Linked DNA regions of Macaca mulatta: region 1 is linked to region 2. A link is a contact called in public Hi-C data. All regions are on one chromosome and are shown on one strand. Each heading gives the region's core, a stretch centred on a gene start, on an enhancer-like site or on the middle of the called end of the contact. The rest is flanking DNA. Distances are from core to core; before and after follow the strand shown. Region 1 overlaps BICC1 (BicC family RNA binding protein 1). Region 2 has its middle 260 kb from the start of PHYHIPL.

Region 1 (4,223 bases), core at 229-2,728, 150 kb before region 2:
GTTGTATCATAGTATGTACTCAATGGCAGCATTTTTGTGTATGTGTATGTCTATACAGTTTTAAGTACAAAGCATTGTCTAGAAGGATGCACACAAAAATCATGATGAGTTGCCTTTGGGGCAGTAGAAAGGAAAATGGAATAAAGTAAACAAGGGAAATGTTCTCTTTATTTAACAAAAATCAGAAACAAGAAAATAACACTAAAATTCTGAAACTATAAATCTTATATGTATAGAATGGTGTATATATAATAAGTACTTTATATAATTTGGCATGTGTAAATAATGTGGTAATCGCTGTCCAACTGAAGAAAAATGATCTTGCCTTCTCCAAAAGAAAACTTTAAAGGAAAAGATAGCGTTGATTCTAAGTGAACTTGATATAGTGAGTTTAAAGTTAGGGAACAGGACGTTAATTGTATGTATCGTGAAGCTTCATGTGTGACTAATTTGAGTTGACCAGAGTCACTGTAGATCCCAGGACTAAAAGATAAAGATAGGAGAGACATTACAGAGCTTGTGCATGTTAAGATGGACAGGCAGAAGAATTCCAGGAGTTCAGTAAGAAATTAGCAGAAGTCAGAGAAAAATAGATTGTAAATGAGAACTCCAAAGCCTTGCAGCATCCCAGGGCCTTTTAATGATGCCCAAATGGCCCCCATTCTAACTCTGCTTTAACTACTTTCTCAGCCACGATTTTTGTTTTGTTTTTTGGTCCATTGAGGGCTTTCCCCTTTGAGTTCACATTTCAGATTTTCTAGATGAGTCCATTGAGGAAGAAAAATGATTTATTATTTAGAAATTTTACCATAAGCTTTGCCATAGATATGTCACCAATGAGGAATAGTCATACTTCAAGGTCTATTAGCTAACTAGTAAACCGTAAATGTCAAACATAAGTGATGATGATTATGCAGTTTATATGTGGTCACAAGTTTGATTTGGTATGTAACGACAAGATGCAAGGGGAAAGCCTTAGTGTAAAGATGAGAGGCTATAAAAAGGGAACCCAAGTTCCCATCCTCTTGCTGCCCCTTCACAGCGATGACATGACCTTGGCTAAGTCCCTTAACTTCACTGAATATGAATAATGATTCCCATTCTATGAGGTTTTGCTGAGAATGGGAACATATATGCAGCTACTGTCAGCTCCTGGAACCCAGAACATGCCCAATAAATGGTAACTAATAATTTAGGGTTTTAACAGAAGGATTAAACTTAAGCACTAAGTGGTTAGGATTTGCAGATGATTTAAAAGCAGCATTGATATGTCCCCTGAGTGGAATTCTTATTAGCGTATTCATTTTCCACCTCCCTCCCCTCCCCCATTCATTGTAGACTACTTGCATGTCACTTTTTTTCCCCCCATTATGTGTTTCCATAGTCTGTGATTGTGAAAAGTGTTGAGCGAAATGCCTTAAATATGTATGAAGCAAGGAAATGTCTCCTCGGACTTGAAAGCAGTGGGGTTACCATAGCAACCAGTCCATCCCCAGCATCCTGCCCTGCCGGCCTGGCATGTCCCAGCCTGGATATCTTAGCTTCAGCAGGCCTTGGACTCACTGGACTAGGTATACAATTTATTATTACAGCACGTCTCAGTCACTGGGGAAATGCTTATCTGGTTCCCTTTCTTTCTACCATTTGGGTCTACATTTAAAGGCTATTTTTTTTTTCCTTCGGACTCAAAGATCAGGTGAAAAGCCATACAGCCTGAATCAATCTATTTTGGGGTTTCTTAGTCTCTGTGGATTTATTACCCAGATTCTTCTCATGTTTGCATAAATAATCAAGGTCTGACTATTTTATTTTCAGTGGCTGTGATGGTTCTAAATTAAGAATGCCATTGAGATTGAAGTAAGCATGCTGACTGTAATTTATGTTTGTTCTCTCTTGCATTTGCAATATTGCCGTCCGTCCCTAGAGATAAAGATTATCCAGTTTGCTTTTTAAAAAGTAATTGCAAATCTGTATGAGGGGTGGGGAGGGGGGTGAAAATAAGCAGAACCTGTATCTCCAGTGGTTAGACCTGCCTTACCCAGACACAAAGGAAATCTAGTCTGAGGTCAGACCTGTATTTCTGTCTAACGTGAGGAATAGAAAATAGAAGAATGAACAAACATCATCATCTCAGAGCTTTAGTTAAGAAAGCAGAATGAGCTGCTTAATAGTCATGGTGATATTTACGTCCTCATCTATGGACTGCTATTTTATAGGCTGAAGTTAGTTGCTGTATTACAGTTTTGCTAGATTCCCTTCTTTCTTGCACATTTCTCAGTTGCATTTGTTTTCCTTAATCAGTACTCCTAGCAAATCACCCTGGGGCATTCAGTGTTGATTTGAGACAAAAAAGAATACTCTCAGCTGTCTTTAACATTTTTTTTTTCTAATAGCTATTCTTGCTTTTAACTTTTAAGAAATTTAATACTCTTATATGATTGATTTTCCAAGTAGCCCTGCCTAGACATCATTAAAGAAAGTTTTGTTTTTTTTTTATCTTGGCCCCTAATCTACCAAAGTTGTTCCTTCCACTGGGACCTGAACAGACATAATAACATAGCAATGACTGTGAGTCAGGAAATGCCAATTAGGTAACTTAGCAGGAACCGAGTTCATCTTGCACTAGAGAGAAAACAAGTGAGCAAAGATTCAGTGACAGAGTTTTTAAAATGTTTTCATTATTATACCTATCCTGTTATACTTTATGCTTTATATGTATTCCTGGAAACTTGTATACAAATCCACATTTCATTCCAGAACATATTTTAAATGCCTAAAGGAAAATTTCATTATTTAAATCAAGCATTGACTCCTTACAACAACAAAAAAACCAGCATTTTTTTCTGAGAAAATTTTCATCATTGAGATGGGGCCCAGAGAATTCATGTATATGTTTTGAGATACATTTAGGAACTGTTCTGATAGCCTACCCTATCTGTAACGGGGACAAATAGGAAATCTATCCTACCACAGGAAAGCATTCCCTAGTTGCTGCTACATGTGAGTAGTTTGAAAAGGGTTTGTAAGCGGATGACAAATGAGTTATGCAGAAGAATGAAAATGAGCCTCCACTTGAGCAGAATTTTGTTCATCCTGGGTAGCTGACATGAATGCAAAGCACCTGGTAATGTTCAGTGACCCTAACTGCCATCCTGGTCTGGGCACATCTATCTTCCATTTTCTGATAGCAACTGTTTGTGGATAAGCTGCTTCCTCTCTTGGAGCTCTATGATGCAAAATTCATGTGAATATTTGAAAGAAAATCTGTCATCCATATTTTGTATTTAGAAAATATCAGATTATATCATTGTGCATTACTAATGGCAATATTCATGCCATGTCTATTTTAAAATCTTAAATTTATGTGAATTGACTTTATATATTCATTTATTACAGGTCTTTTGGGACCCACCACCTTATCTCTGAACACTTCAACAACCCCAAACTCACTCTTGAATGCTCTTAATAGCTCAGTCAGTCCTTTGCAAAGTCCAAGTTCTGGTACACCTAGCCCCACATTATGGGCCCCCCCACTTGCTAATACTTCAAGTGCCACAGGTCAGTATCATTTAAGTATATTCCAAGGTGTGTATTCTTAGGTGTTACCAGTCTTTTAAATAAAATTTACTAATGACTCAGTTTTCTTAGGGCAAAATTAGAGTTCAAAGCACACTCCATTGAAACAGAAATTCCCTGATACGTCAATTAGTTAAAATGAAGCGCAGCAAAGCAGTTTGAGTTTTTCATACAAGTGAAATACCATCTTCAGATGTGATAAGCAGACCTGGTAGTTAGGTTCTAGTTGGAGTAACTTGCTGGTAGTCATGTACATCTGTACAATGAGAGGGTTGGATAAGACATTCTCTATGGTGTTGTCCCATTTTAACACTCTTTTGTGTTTTTACAGTAAATAGTACCTCTGTTTACGGAGGTGTCAAAATTGAATTCTTTCCTGAACTTGCAGCAACAAAAAATGATGTTTTTATTGTTAATAAAAATAATAGTTGAATCTGCGTTTCTTCCTAATATCTGTCATCATAAAATGTTGTTGTAGGTTTTTCTGCTATACCACACCTTATGATTCCATCTACTGCCCAAGCCACATTAACTAATATTTTGTTGTCTGGAGTGCCCACCTATGGGCACACGGCTCCATCTCCCCCTCCTGGCTTGACTCCTGTTGATGTCCACATCAACAGTATGCAGACCGAAGGCAAAAAAAT
Region 2 (4,287 bases), core at 490-2,989:
GGGTAAATACTACTATTTTCATCTGCATTTTTAGATCAGAGAACTGAAGTTTTGGAAACTGAGCTATGCCCACATAGTTTATAAGTGGAGGAGCTAGGATTTGAACTCAGGCAGTATGGCTCCACTTGGATGTCTCTCTCATCTTTGACACCCATGGGCAAACCATGCATTTACCTTGTTTATTTGTGCATTTGTCCTTGGATTATTATCCAGGACCAAACCACCAGTGTTCTTCAAGTGTTCTCATAATGGTGGAGAGATTTATTATTGATTTAGACAACAAAAGAAGATAATTGTTTCTCTGAAAGAAGACGGAACAGAGGAAGAAATGGCCACCTTCCTATTACTCATACCTGAATGGAACTTCAGGAGGGCTGCTAGCATTGGTGAGAAGTGACTCAGAAAGTCTATAAAAGCCAGCCTGCTGTTTGAGAGGAGTCATGAACCTGTCATTGGTTGACCAAAGTTAGCAGTCAGACTCGTCGATATTCCTGCAGCATGAGAAATCCAGCAAGGTTGCAGAATGCTAACCAGGTAATTATTTCTGTGCTAGGGCTATTCTTGTTTCCTTTCTTTGCCTGCAAAAGGTAAATGAAATTACCTTGTTGTTTCTTTTATTCCTCATGTTCTCTTACTGTTAGGCTCTTTCGTTCTATTCTTTCCCTGCTGTTAGCAAGATGAAAAAGGCGTCATATTCCAAGGCTTTCTGTTGACCTATGGGACTTAAAAGTCTCCCACGAGGGAAAGAAAGCATCCTTGAAATAAATGTGGATTCACGAAATACCTCAGGCTTGTGGAGGAAACAAATGACTCGGTTCTTTTCAACTCACAGCACTCAGCAGGCAGAAAAGCAGCAATTTGAGATTTCAGTGAGTCTTGGAGTCTCACAAGATAATGCTGAAAGTCGGCAGTCAAAGATACTAGTGAAGAATCAGTGCTGCAAGTTTAAAATGTTCTTACTTCCCAGGGTTTGAAAAAATAGGACAGCCACAAGCTTATTAAATTCAGTGGAATTTCTTTTTGATTTATCAATTTGGGGGGATTTTCCTTGTTTTTCCTCTTTTGATTTGGCAAAGAGACATCACTGATGACTCATATTCCTAAAGAGCTCCAGAGAAATGAAAATGTCAAGCTGTAAGGGAGAAGCAGCATGTCATAGAGCAGAGATCATCAGCTTGGAAGGAAGACAGATTTAAGTTTGAAGTGCAGATTGAGCAGTTAATTTTATCTTATTAGGAGAATCATTTAATACCTTTGTTTTTCCTGAATTAGTACACTAGATTCCTAGCTTGTTTTTCTTCATCCACTGTTACCTGCCACACTTACAATTACATCTAACATGAATTACAAATTCCTCACTATGGACTATGAGGGTCTACGTCTCTCGCCTTATTCCTGATTAATCTACCTTCTTCCTCATTCTCTTCCAGCCACACCAGCTTCCTTGTTGTTCTTTACATATACCAAACATGGATACACCTTGGGACCATAGACTTATTGTTTCCTCAGCCTGAAGTCTTCACTGGGCTTGCTTATTCCCTGCATTCAGTTCTCTTCTCAAATTCATCTTTTAAGAGCAGGCTTCCCTAAACTAATGGTCTGAAAAAGCACCCCTTGTCATTCTTGATTCCCTTATTTTGCTTTATTTTTCCTCTCAGTTCTTATCTACATCTGATGCTATATTGGCTTACACGTCTGCCAGTCTCTCTCCACCACAGTGTAAACTCCATATGGGCATAATCTGTTTTTGTTCACCACTCTATCCCTAGTGTCTGGAGCAGTGCCTGGGCCATAAAAGGCACACAATAATTATTTATTGGATGTGTCTTGGTTTCTTTCTTTTTAAAGAAAAAAAAAAACCTCTTTGCAGTATTTGTGAAGCTTATAAATAATGCATTAAATGGATCTCAAAATCCCCTAGTGCATCGAGGCATAATCCGCCTGTGCCTCATTCTTTATCAATTGCGTGTACTCTGGTGGACTTCCAACTTTCAATGTATGGCACTCTTTTCCTGAGGGCTATTTCTGAAGACTTGGAAGGACAGAAGTACCTGAGATATAACACTGCCTTCCCAGAAGGCCTCAAACTCTGACTCTCAAGTGTTGGTGCCTAAATATCCCAGTGCTCTTGCTCCTCAGGATAACGCTGAGATGTGTTTTGCACCCTTCCCAGAACTTCTCCGTAGGATTAAGGTCCAGCCAATCACAGTGGTAGCTAGCTACATGACATCTCCTTTATTGGGTGCCTTGTTTCAGGGGTTTTCCCCTGAAAATAATTGCATTGAATCACTGTCTCAGGATCTGCTTCTGGGGGATCCCAAGTGGAGATGTTTAAAGGGTGGCAGTTATTAATATATAATAACTTTTTATAACTCTCAAGAGAAGGTCAAATCTTTTCGTATCAATTTTCTGTATCTAAATAAATGTATATAATTGTATACTTCTTAATAATTATTAAAAATAAAGGTGTATTTCTGTGATATTTAGCTCATTCCTTAATATCTTACAGCAGTGCAGTCCTCATCTCTGTGTTACATATTTGTTTTCTTTTGTCCTCTTCACAATGATTAAGCTTGTTGATTATTTATATCTGGAATATCTATTTGATTCTCAAACAGGCCTTGTCCCAAAACAGTATATATTTAAGGGTGGGGATCAGGCATTGATACCCTAAACAATTTATCCAATGATCTCCTGTGCACCTAATATAGCAAACTCTGGTAAATGTTTCATAAGTTCTCCCTTTTTCTCAATTTCACTAGCTTTCTCCAGAGTGCTCTGCAATTCTGTATCATCATGGAGTTTTATTTTCATCTTGAATGTCTTTCTTCCCTGTGTTGTTAGAATTTGCTTATGGGTGTTCAGAGTTTTAAATTTAGCAACTTAAACAACATTTTACTCATTTAAATTTTTACACCTGAAGAGTTTGTAAACCAATAAATGATTAATTTCAAAGGATGCATGTGAAAAATATTTAAAGTTAATTTATAGTCATTTTAACCTTCATTTAAAAATATTAAGCATTAATACAGAGTATTGGTACAAGGATAGAAAAATAGGTTGACAGCATAGAATAGAGTCCAGAAACAAATCAATGTGATATTTGACAAAGGTGCGAAGACAAAGCAGCAGAGAAGGAAGAGTCTTTTCAACAAATGGTGCAGGAAAAATTGAATATTCATATTTAAAAATTATATCAACTTTGATTTATACCTTGCACCAAACATAAAAAATCAGCTGAAAATGAATCATAAACCTAAATATAAAAACTAAAACTATAAAACTTCCAGAAGAAAACATTGGATAAAAACTTTGTGGCCTGGGGTTAGGCAAAAGTGTCATAGATACACACTAAAAGTATGATCCATAAACAAAAATTAGTAAGTTGTACTTCACCAAAATTTAAAATGTCTGCTTTTCAAAAAACATCACCAGGACAATGAAAAGACAAGTCACATACTTGAATTGAATATTAAAAATATATAGCAAATAAATGACTTATCCAGAATATATAACAAATTTTTATAACTCAGTAATATGACAAATTAATACAAAAATTGGGCAAAATAATGTTCAAGAATCAATTCTTATGAATGACCACCATCTATCTTCACCTGTCAGTGTCAATATCATCATGTCTAGATTAATTATTGTGGTTTTCATGTGGCACCCTCTTCTGGGAGGCCTCAGAAAGCTTCCTATCATGTTGGAAGGCACCAACCAATCAACCAAACAAGCAAAAAGATCCACCTCAAACCCATATCTTGTATCTTACACAACTGTTAACTCAAAATGTACTATAGACATAAAAGAAAACATAAAACATAAAACTTCTAAAGGAAAATTGAGGAGAAACCCTTTGTTATCTTAAGTTAGAAAAAAGATTTTTAGATTGCAACACCAAAAACATTCACAAAAGAAATACTGCTAAGTTGGACATTATTCAATTTGGAAATCTTTGTTCTGCAAGATGCACTGTTAAATGCACAAAGGGACAAGCTCCAGTTTGGAAAAAATATCTACAAATAACATTTCAGACAAAGGCCTTATATCCAGAATACGTACATAATTCATAAAACTCAAAAATAAGATAAGCAACAATCAATTTTTTCAAAAAATGCCAAAAATCTAAACAAGCATTTCATCAAACAAGATATATGGATGAAAAATAACCATATAGAATGGTGCTCAACATCATTAGTCTTAAAAATACATTTTAATATCATAATGAGACACCCTAGATGCACATTAGAATGGCTAAAAACAATCAAAAAAGTGACCATGCTA

Evidence for each region. Hi-C and Micro-C count contacts between places; a contact is called where the count stands out from the background.
Region 1: a Hi-C map of fetal cortex germinal zone shows a contact between it and region 2, with 2.9 times the contacts expected there. The contact joins two enhancer-like sites. A contact is called at or near these places in 2 of 14 Hi-C or Micro-C datasets (fetal cortex germinal zone and fibroblasts).

What each region holds. Positions count from the first base shown.
Region 1 is chr9:91,049,331-91,053,553 of T2T-MMU8v2.0, reverse strand. It overlaps BICC1 (BicC family RNA binding protein 1), which reads left to right. Exons shown (of 21, transcript XM_077946728.1): 10 at 1,385-1,571; 11 at 3,397-3,558; 12 at 4,055-4,223. Among named protein-coding and RNA genes, the nearest start is that of BICC1, 300 kb to the left of the region's middle. Within about 2 kb of position 1,478, at least 13 of the 40 cell types and tissues checked have an H3K27ac peak or open chromatin away from gene starts, as enhancers often do. A contact at or near this core is called in fetal cortex germinal zone, where this site is marked.
Region 2 is chr9:90,896,818-90,901,104 of T2T-MMU8v2.0, reverse strand. No RefSeq gene overlaps it. Among named protein-coding and RNA genes, the nearest start is that of PHYHIPL, 260 kb to the right of the region's middle. Within about 2 kb of position 1,739, at least 5 of the 40 cell types and tissues checked have an H3K27ac peak or open chromatin away from gene starts, as enhancers often do. A contact at or near this core is called in fetal cortex germinal zone, where this site is marked.